2 separate regions of the Mus musculus genome follow, and region 2 is linked to region 1. The links are chromatin contacts, called in public Hi-C maps. All regions are on one chromosome and are shown on one strand. The core of a region is the stretch at or near the end of the contact, and the rest is flanking DNA. Distances in the headings are between cores, read along the strand shown.

The links. A called contact is a pair of places that touch in the nucleus more often than the background predicts.
Region 2: a Hi-C map of bone marrow-derived macrophages shows a contact between it and region 1, with 5 times the contacts expected there. The contact joins two enhancer-like sites. A contact is called at or near these places in 2 of 39 promoter capture datasets (the C10 cell line and liver), 3 of 484 Hi-C or Micro-C datasets (Th2 cells, bone marrow-derived macrophages and group 2 innate lymphoid cells) and 3 of 115 datasets of contacts at active chromatin or transcription factors (CD8 T cells, bone marrow-derived dendritic cells and pancreatic cancer cells).

Annotation. Positions count from the first base shown.
Region 1 is chr10:44,599,325-44,604,469 of GRCm38.p6, reverse strand. It overlaps Gm35154 (a long non-coding RNA gene), which reads right to left. Exons shown (of 4, transcript XR_380292.3): 2 at 4,445-4,504. Among named protein-coding and RNA genes, the nearest start is that of Gm35154, 3.0 kb to the right of the region's middle. Within about 2 kb of position 2,234, at least 13 of the 459 cell types and tissues checked have an H3K27ac peak or open chromatin away from gene starts, as enhancers often do. A contact at or near this core is called in bone marrow-derived macrophages, where this site is marked.
Region 2 is chr10:44,816,143-44,821,287 of GRCm38.p6, reverse strand. No RefSeq gene overlaps it. Among named protein-coding and RNA genes, the nearest start is that of 4930431F10Rik, 80 kb to the right of the region's middle. Within about 2 kb of position 2,482, at least 10 of the 459 cell types and tissues checked have an H3K27ac peak or open chromatin away from gene starts, as enhancers often do. A contact at or near this core is called in bone marrow-derived macrophages, where this site is marked.

The DNA of each region.
Region 1 (5,145 bases), core at 985-3,484:
TCTTCCACTAGGCCTTAAACTCCGTAATAGAAAGCATTGTCTGTTTTGTTGGTAAACCTATTTCTAATACCCAGCCTGGTATTGCTATATGCTGAATAAATGACTAATAGTAATGAGGTGTAGTTCTGTACTAATCAGCAAAACTCATCAAATCCTATCCCTGTCAAGGACATCTCCTTGGAGAATTAGAAAGGCTTCCAAATGGACCTTTGGGTCCATCATTTTAGGTAACCATGACAGCTGCAGCATCTCAGCAATGTGCATTTCCTGAGAATGGTACTCCCAACAAGAAGCATAAAGAATTAATGAATGATGGCCAAAGAGGTTGCTCAGTGGTTAAGAACACTTGCTGTTCTTGCAGATTATCTGGGTTCGATTCCCAGCACCCACACTGTGGCTTACAGCTGTCTGTAACTGTTTCCAGGAAATTTGAGGCCCCCTTCTGGCCTCTGGGGACACCAAACACCGGTGCACATCATGCATGCAGGCAAATACTCATACACATAAAAATAAAAATAAATTTTTAGAAAAAAAGGAAGAATTAATGAGCCCTCTTTTGGTGTCTAAGCACGTGGGGAAGCAGAATATAAAGTTTTAAAGTTAAGAATCCATGAAATAGACCATATCAGACTACTCCCTGAATCGCTATTTTCAAAACTTGATCATATATGGGAATCATCTGGACTGCCTTGGAAGCACAGATGTCTAGCCTGACCCCAGGGTTTTCTGACTCAGTCTGTCTGGGACAAGACTGCAGAATTTGCATTTCTAGCAAGCTTCCAGGTGCTGCTGCTAACAACGATGATCAAGGCATCACAACCATGAGAACCACCGTACTGAACATCTGACTCATTACTCAAGCAAACAGAATGGATGCTGGGGTAGGGGCAGCTCTCTGAAGCTGGCAGACAAAGGTCTCAGCAGTGAGCAGAAAATTCACATCCGCGAAACTTGCACAGGGATCAAAGAACCTCCTTGAAACAAGGCAGAACACTGTTAGCAGAGCCCTTGTGTGGAAGCTGAAGACTACCAGAACAATTGGATCAGTAGGAGCATCCAATTAGTGCAAAAAGGACACCATGGGTCCACAGCGTTTTCATACTTTCATCAATAGCTCCTCACTTTACCACTGGGTACCAAGATGCTGCTCCCAACCCTTACCCAAACTTAGATCTGCTCAATAAGCGTGTGCTACATTCAGGCCACAATGGTTGGTGCAGAACTGACACGTGACGTAAACTAACTCAATGAGAATCTATGCTAGATGCTACTGAGCTAGTTGTGACTAGACTGCCCCTTCTGCTAGGATCCACAGTGATTGATGCAGAACTGACATGTGATCCACACTAACTCAGTGAGAATCAGCCCCAGATGCTATTGAGCCCATTGAGACTAGAACTAGCCCTTTCCTCTGGGATTGCCAAAGCAAAGAGATTAAAAGCTGGGAGTTTTAGCTGCCATTGTCATTACAAGATGTGTGTGTGTGTGTGTGTGTGTGTGTCAGAGAATGACACCAATACTGGAGAAACTACCATCACCCATAGTCAGCAGGGTCTCTGAAGTTAGACCCAAAACCTTCAGATGGGTTTGTGTCTCACCACTGAAATATCTTGACTGAAATAAGAGAGAATTCTGCTATCCAAAGCATGCATGGCTCTAGTCTAAGATGACTAAGTAACTAACTCTTCTAGAAATTTCTCTCCAGATAGGCAAACCATCAAGGTGCATCGCAATTCCAGCAATGAAAATTGTTGCTAATGTCATTGATTTACTTATTCTGACACCTTGTACTGTACCTCTTGCCTGCTGCTTGCCTTCTTTCCCTCCTGTGTGATTTCCCTGAATGGAGGAACTGTCCTCTTTGTAACAGTCTCCCTCCAGGCATGTGCAGTAGCTAGCTGCTCATAAGTGACTCTATGTAAACACCATTTTTTAAAATGTGTCAAAAATTAACCTCATTAGTATGTACCCTAAACAAGAGAGTTTTAAAAGAAAGACTGGGGGGCGGGGGGGGGAGGCACACAGGAACTAACACTAAACCAGTAGTCGCCTTTAGAGTCAAGTAAACCACACAGCTCTAGAATGAGTACTTCTGACCAGATCCTAATTTCCACAAGAAGTTTTGCCATTTCTCTTTTTCTTTGAGAAATCATCACGAAGCAGGGGGGTACCAAAGAATGACGGCTGAGGCGATGACTCCCACATCAGTCAGTTTCCTCTTCCCCAAATTAATTTCCAGAAACTCTGCCACATCATGCAATGAGAACCCCCTGGTTCTAACTCAAAGGACAGTCCAGAAGGCTTGGGCAAAGACATGAGCAGCCTCTCGTTGACAGCTCTCAGTGACAAAGAGCTTCCTGCTAGAGGACTCGCAAATGCTTAATTCATGGGAAAGAATTTGGGAAACCAATCCCAGAAAGGACTTGTAAATTGGGTCTAACACGGTTGATCACTCCAGTCTTTGTTGCGCTGCTTCCTCCAGAGTATCAGACTCACAAGGTGCGGCTGCAGCCACTGGATGTCCATCTAACGACTGGACCTGAGAAGGTCCATCTCTTTGACATCAAGGGGCCTGCCCTGGGAGAGAAACAGATGGCGCTGCCTTTTCCAGTCCTTGCGGATGTCAGAAGATTAGCGGCGTGCCTCTGAGTCTGCCTCAGAGACTCTCTTTACCACGGTTCATATGCTAGCTCACGGGATAGGCGGTGAAGTTCACCAAAACAAAACCTAACCTCAACCATCCAAAGCAGCTGGCGGAAACTGTGAGTGTTTCTAAGGGGCTGACTTATCTAGCTGAGGCAAATACGTGTGAGTGCTTCAAACAGGCATGATAGCAGAAACAAAACTGGGTGTTTATTGAGTGCTGTCTCTCTTGATTCCTTTTCTCCTTTGCTGGGCATGAGTCTCCCTCTTAGCTTTATCTTAACAAGGGATGAAGCCACCAGTGATAGAAATCTGACTCTCTGGGAACTCCATTATAAACTAAGTTTATTTTCCTAAATAGAAAACTCATATATGTGTTTCCCAAGACATTTAGAAAAAAATGACAAATCATTAAAGTGCTTATAATCTCAGCACTATTGCCTCTATGATGTTCTTCACATACACACTCACACATATGCACATGCACACGCATGCACACACACACAGACACACATGCACACACACACATTCACATATACACATGCACACACACACTAACACACACAGACACACACATGTACACTCACACACACACACATACTAATACACACACACACACACACACACACACAAAGAAACACATATACTCTTGCACACTTGAAGCCTATCAGATCTAGGTCTAGAAGAATAGATGGATATGCAAAGATATCTCTATTAACAATGGTTATATTGTCCCATTTTCTACCTATCACATTCTTATAGCTATTTTCCTACATCAATATATTCAACATTGTCGAGACTACCTAAGATTGTACTAATGGACACCATAAAATATTTAGTCACTGTGGGATTTCTAAATTTCTGCTATTATCAAAAATATGAGTGAAGATTCTTGTTGATAAATCTTGGTGCACGATAGGAATTTTTTTCACACACTTCTGCTTTCTCATACACTTCTGGCTAGTTAGGCAGCACCTGAAGGAACACAGGCCTTCCTAGGTTTGTAGAAGCTGCTTTCCATCACCATAACTGTTTCTTCAATTCACAGAAGAGAAACATTAAAACGACTATTTAAAATGTATGACAAGAAATGAGGTCTAGTAAAATAACCGAGTAAAGATTAAGAACCTGTTTTTGAAGAAGGGAAAAGCTCGACCAATTTGGATGCTCAAACTATCTTCCAGGAAATTCATCAATTTGAGTCATGTGTAGCAGGTTCCATAATTATAGAGGACTCGTGAAAACATTTCTACTCTTTCCTATTTTTTAATTTTAAGAATGAAACGATCCAAGAGGACACTTAAAAGATATTATTACCTCTCATTGTGATTTTATTGCCCCATCAGAAAACAGTCGCTTCTGAACTGGCATGAAATCTAGCTATTGATGAATCATGCCCCCCAGATCACTCTGGAATACGGCTAACAGGGAAGCTTGCCTCCCGCCAAACTCGAGAAACGGTGGTGAGGTTGAGGAAAATCATTGTCCTGAGGGCCTGCAGTGATTTTAGAGAGTGTCCCTTAGTAGTTACTGCACTCTGTGACCTCTGGAAAAAGTGTAAGCAGCTCTTTGCATACACTCCACCCTGCCAGTTTCCCTTACAAGGCTCATTCTCTCCATCACCACTGAATTGAAAACAGTTGGGCAAGCTCTGCTAATCGGCAGCTGCTTGCAATTAGATGAAGCATTTAAAGCCAGTCTGCAAACTACCTTCCCAACTGCTCAGCCTTCTGCACGAGCTGTACACCGTGACAACTTGCCAGGATGTTTAGCTTATCTCCATCTCTGGTGGTTTCCATACCTTCCTTCTTTTCTCCAATCTTCCCACACAGGGTCTGACTCGTCCAGGTCCTCTTGTTGACTTAGAGGAACACAAAAAAAGGGAGATGGGGCGTTAGTCAAAACCAGGTTGAGCTGCTTTGGGCTAAGATGGAAATTTCTATCCAGGCGATTATTAGAGGCAGAGATATCTTGATGGGTCCCGGAGAGAAACAGGGAGGTAACCTTTCCCTTTCGGTTCCTTCCCTTTTTCAGTTTCTAAACAGCAAGCTGGAAGGTTCACAGAGATTGTCTCTTTTAGGGTGATAGAGCAAAACAAGAGGTACTGGGGTTTTTGTTTTTTGTTTTTTGTTTTTTTTTTGTCAGTGATTTCCAGTTTCCCTAACCTAAAACAGTCACTTTCTCTAGCAGAATAAGTGGCAGGGTGTTTCCTTCACCAGGGAAGAAACTGAGGGTCGAGAATCTAACCCAAAGGACGCACAGATGGCGGGTGAGCATGAACTGAAGTCATCTCTCCTGCCTCTCAGTCCTGACCACTTCCTGGATGCCAATTGTCTCCTCTAGAGGGGGGAAAATAAATCCTCAGACAGCTCCACACAATGGAGGCATTCTCCCCCAGCCTCTCCTCACTGTGGAAGAAAACGCGTGTAGACCCTCAGCCCTGCCCATCATGGGGCTTAAAGTAAAACTGACCCATAAAACAAAACGAGACAAACAGGTAGC
Region 2 (5,145 bases), core at 1,233-3,732, 220 kb before region 1:
AACAAACAAACAAAAACGAAGATTTTCATTTATCTTTCTTGGAGATCAGAGTATCTCTTCTTTGTTCAGGTGCAGATTTCAAGAAACTAATCTTTAATCCCAGCCCTTAAGATTTCAAGGCTAGCCTGGGCTACTTAGTAAGAGCCTATGTCAAAAAAATGTTGGCTTGGCTTTAAAAGTTTGTTCTTATTAGTGTTGCTATTGTATGATTCTATCAATATAAAACCCATATCTAAGATTCAAGAAGCTCTTCCCACGTGCCAGGCACCATAGCAAACATTAAACGCATTCATTGTCTCCTTTGATTCTCCAATTATCCTTTCCATCAGATAGAAATATTATCTCCAATTAAAATTAGAAGTCCGGGGCATAGAAAATGAAATTATGAGAAGTCAAACTAATAAACAGTGGTTCTGGGACACAACCCTGGGCTCAGTGTGCCCGGAGATCAAGTTATTATCTGCTTCAGGGTGTTTCCCTTAAAAACACTGAGCTGTTTGTGCATTCAGCAAACCTAAATAGCTTAGAGAGTACCCTGAGAGTAGTGATTGTACAATGCTTCTGCTGGCTCTGGGGAATGCCTTCTGTGTTTTAACATCCCCACATGGTTCACTCAAACTTCTAAATTTGAACTAGAACTGCGTAGAACATCAGACCCTGAAAAACAACCCAACTTTTACTGAGTGGTTTCACTCACACCTGTGGTTTTTACTAGTGTCAAATTTCCTCCCAAGTGTTTCTGTCAAGTTTTATCTTGCCCATTTTCCCCAGGGCCAGCCATCCCTGTCAACAGTGACAATCTCCTTGACAAACAGAAGTCAAGGGAGCTATCAGTTTTCATTCACTTTTCTAGCTGGTATAATCCCTGCGTCCTACAGACTGTGTTCCTTCTAAGAATTTCTGGCTCCTCGTATCTAGGGCTCTTGAGATTTGAACTGAGCTGCTTTGGCCAACGATACCTGTTTTCTGGAGCACACTTTCAGGTTAAAAGGATTGCTATAACTCCATTTTCTTGTAGTTTGTGTTATGAGAAGTGTTGTTACACTTCTGTGTGTGTGTGTGTGTGTGTGTGTGTGTGTGTGTGTGTGTGTGTGTGAGAGAGAGAGAGAGAGAGAGAGAGAGAGAGAGAGAGAAAGAGAGAGAGAGAGAGAGACTAAACTTGACTCCAAAGAATCTAGCATGCCCTTGACAAAGAATAGCTCTTGATAGAAAATTTTAAACTTATCTTTTGTTTTTGATACATACTGTTTCTTTACCCTTTCCATTTCTCACATAGGGCTCATCTTTCAGTGGTCTGAGCTAAGTGGAAAAAAGCTTGCTCAATCTCAGAATTCAGTCATTTCTTTTCGGTCATCTATTACTGTTAAATTTGTTAATATTGATGTAGGAGAAATCCACAGGACAGTAAATGCATCCATATAAATGGGCCACCATTAATCTAGCTTTTACAAATGTTAATTGGAGTGGGGTGGGAGCGTGACCAACAAGCATACATTTGTATGTCTGCTTCCTTCGATGTTTTCTTCATTTTCAATCTACCAATTCTCTGTTTTCCTTTTGAACTCTTCAGCATGGTTGAGTCTGGGAAAAGATAGCTTTCCATCTTCTCTTGAAGTTGAGCTGCATTCTAGGTGTTTTATCTTGTTGTCTCGGCAGTACTTTCTCATACTTACTTTCCACTGCCCATCCCCCATTGCCTAGGCATGTCCCTACTGTCACTTATGGCTCCTGTACTGAGAACAGGATATGAATACAGAAAAGAGAAAGTACTTGATAGCAATGACAGGAATGAGTGTACTTAAGACACTCATGGTAATATAGGTCCCATAGCTCCTTGCTGGGGTTAGGCATTCTCTTGGCCAAAGTTGATGTAAGAGAACTAAGTGACTGGAAAAGCGTGGTCCAATGTCTTTTCATCCACCCTAGTTGATGCTGGGGCTTATCCATGATAATATTTAAAACTGGGAATTCATCTTCAAGTTAACTATTAGAATGAATACATATCTTTTTTTGTCTCTTGGTTTCAGTGAGGAAAGACAGAAGTTCTATTTTCTTTTCTGAAGAAGAGAGGACACCCTATCAAGGAATCAGAAGATACACACTCACAAAAACAAGATGGAGCCATGAAAACTTGAGTTTTCTCAAGTGTCAATTTTCTATGTGGAAGACACCATTTTGCTATGGTTAGCTCCTAAATGTGCTGTGAAGATGAACTGAGTTAATACAAACATTTATAAACTTGGAGGCTACATAAAGATCAACTCGTGTTATTACTTTATTTTTTATTAATTCTTCTTGGCCTTTTCTTTAATGTTTGTTTCACATATATTGATGAGTTTTTTGAATATTGAAAGTTCCTTTTTTTGTAGTTTGATTTTTTTTTTTTTTTAACACCAAGGCTTGCCTCTGAGTTCCTTAAAAGTCTTGATTATAGTGTCACCGTTTCTGGAAAAAATTTTAGCCCCAGCTGGCAAACAATGAGTCATCATTTAAAAGTATTACTGCTGGAGTTTCTGTGGTTTGAATATGCTTGCCCCATAGGAAGTAGCACTTGTAGGAGGTATGGCCTTGTTGGAGTAGGTGTGGCCTTGTTGGTAGGGGTGTGTCACTGTGGAGGTGGGCTTTGAGGCTCCTATGCTCAAGCTCTACCCAGTTGGGAAGTGAGTCTCCTCCTGGATGCCTTTGGATCAAGATGTAGAGCTCTTGACTCTTCTGGCACCAAGTCTGCCTGTATGATGCTATGCTTCCTACCATGATGATAATGGACTGAACCTCTGAACTGTAATACAGCCCCAACTAAATGTTTGCCTTTATAAAAGTTGCCATGGTCATTATGCCTCTTCACAACAATGCAACTGTAACTAGGACAGATTTTTAGTTAATTTGAGTTAGAAAGCACATCCTTTATGGACTTTTTTTTTTTTTTTTTGTCTCACATGTTTACTGCTTATTAAGAAAGAGACCTATGGAAACTTGATAGATCCAAAGTACACATTTTGAAAAGTTTTTACTTTATTAATACAGGATCAAAACACATGTATTCTGCCTGAAACAGTGTAATGGAGCCTATATATTCTAATACATATGAGGACATTTCGAATAGCTATATATTGTCTACATAGTTATTACTTAGGTATTAAACTTCCCATTCTTCCATAAGCATTATTCATTAAAGATATATTTTTTTAGCATCATCTTTAAAATGAAAACAGCACTTGTCATTGAGATTAAAATTAGTCTTACCAATTTAACATTCAAAATTCGATGTTAAAAAACTGAAGACCAGAGGTCAGCAACAATAACAAGAAAATAACCCAAAACCTCTGGGTTCTCCTTTGTTGAGAGATAGGCATAAAAATAGTTGACTAGAAAGAATACGCAAAGAGATGAGCAAAGGATGCCTATTAACATCAGAATAAAAATAATGGCAATTAGTAGACGGACATTAGTGGGGAAACCAAACCAAGCTCTACACCATTCTCTGTCTTTAAATCTGGTTTGTAACAATGTAGTTGTTGAAGGGTAATATTTTAGAAAAAAATGAGATATTACTGTAGCTATTAGTTTTCAAATATTAAAATAACACATAATAGTACACCCACTCTTCTACTGGAGCCATGTGATCCAGCAGTGACAATGGTGACTGAAGTTTCAGAAGACTATAGGAAAGCTTTTTGGAACCCTTGACCTCTAAAGATGAATCACAGTGTAGATCCTTTGCTCTTGGAACAAAGCTCTGCCAGTATTGGCAGGTAAGTACTTTCCTTCTGAGATACAACTCTTGTGTCTACTCCTGGGACACACAAGAAACTAAACATCATGTCACCATTAAGCCTGAACTGCTTATTCTGAACTAAGTGTCTGATCCACCTAAGCGCCCTGAAAGCATAAGTAAGATACATGAAGTAGTGACCCAAATGGCTATAATTGCCTCTATTACTATGCTGCTTTTTTTTTTCTCAAGCACCATAGACGTACACCCTCCTGTACAATCAGTGCATAGAAGAAAGACAACCTGGCCAGGTTTATAGATGGCTCTGTATGGTACTCAGGTATTGCTGCAGGAAATCTTAAAAATTGAACCTGCCAATTCTCCACATTCCTGCTTCTCTCATCCCGCTGCCAACTCCAGCTAGGTCAGTGACAGTGTCTTACAGACATAATAGCCTTCAGAGAGTTCTGTTTGTTCTGTATCAGTATCCCATAAAAGGTGCAGTTTCTTGCATAGTTAGGACACAGAGGTCCAAAACTCAAGGGTAGAAATGACAGGGACATATTGCATTATTGTTTCTAACAATCCATTTTTAAAGTATGTGCACATGCCTTATATTCTACTGGCTTAGAGATCATCATTCTAAAGATTTCTTCACTAGAATAAAAACAATGATCTCGTTGAATCGAAACCCTGGACTCTCAGTGCTACTCTACCAACAGTGAAAAGAGAGGATGCTGCTGGACTGGCTAGGATGGCATTAACTCTTCCTCTATCACAGATCCTTCAGCTTTTCCATTTCACAGGAATTTAGACCAAGCAACTGGTCAAGGCTATAGATCTTAAGGTTTTCATCTCTTACAATGATATAAACCAAGTACCTGTAGATATAGATACATTATAAATTCAGATTGGTATAAGAAAGAGACAAAGGAACAAAGATGATAGTAGATAGATAGATAGATAGATAGATAGATAGATAGATAGATAGATAGATAGATATTCTTTGTATCTGTTTCTCTGTATAAGTCAAAAGACATATAACTTTTATAGATTATTAAATTAAATGTAGAAATATTTCATTGAGGATTTTTTTGTTAAATATTTTCTTTATTTACATTTTAAAAGTTACCCCCTTTCTTGGTTTCCCCTCCAAAAAACTCCCTATCCCACCTTCCTCCCTACTTCTATAAGGGTGTTTCCTCCACCTACCCACCCACTCCCACTTCCCTGTCCTGGCATTCCCCTACACTATGGCATTGAGCTCTTGCTCCTTCACCTACTTGCTGCGTGAGACTGAGTAACTGCTAGATCCTTGGACTTCCATTCACAGCTGCGACTGAACAATTGTTGGGAATTGGGCTGCCGACTGTAAGTCATCAATAAATTCCTTTACTATCTAGAGACTATCCATAAGTTCTGTGACTCTAGAG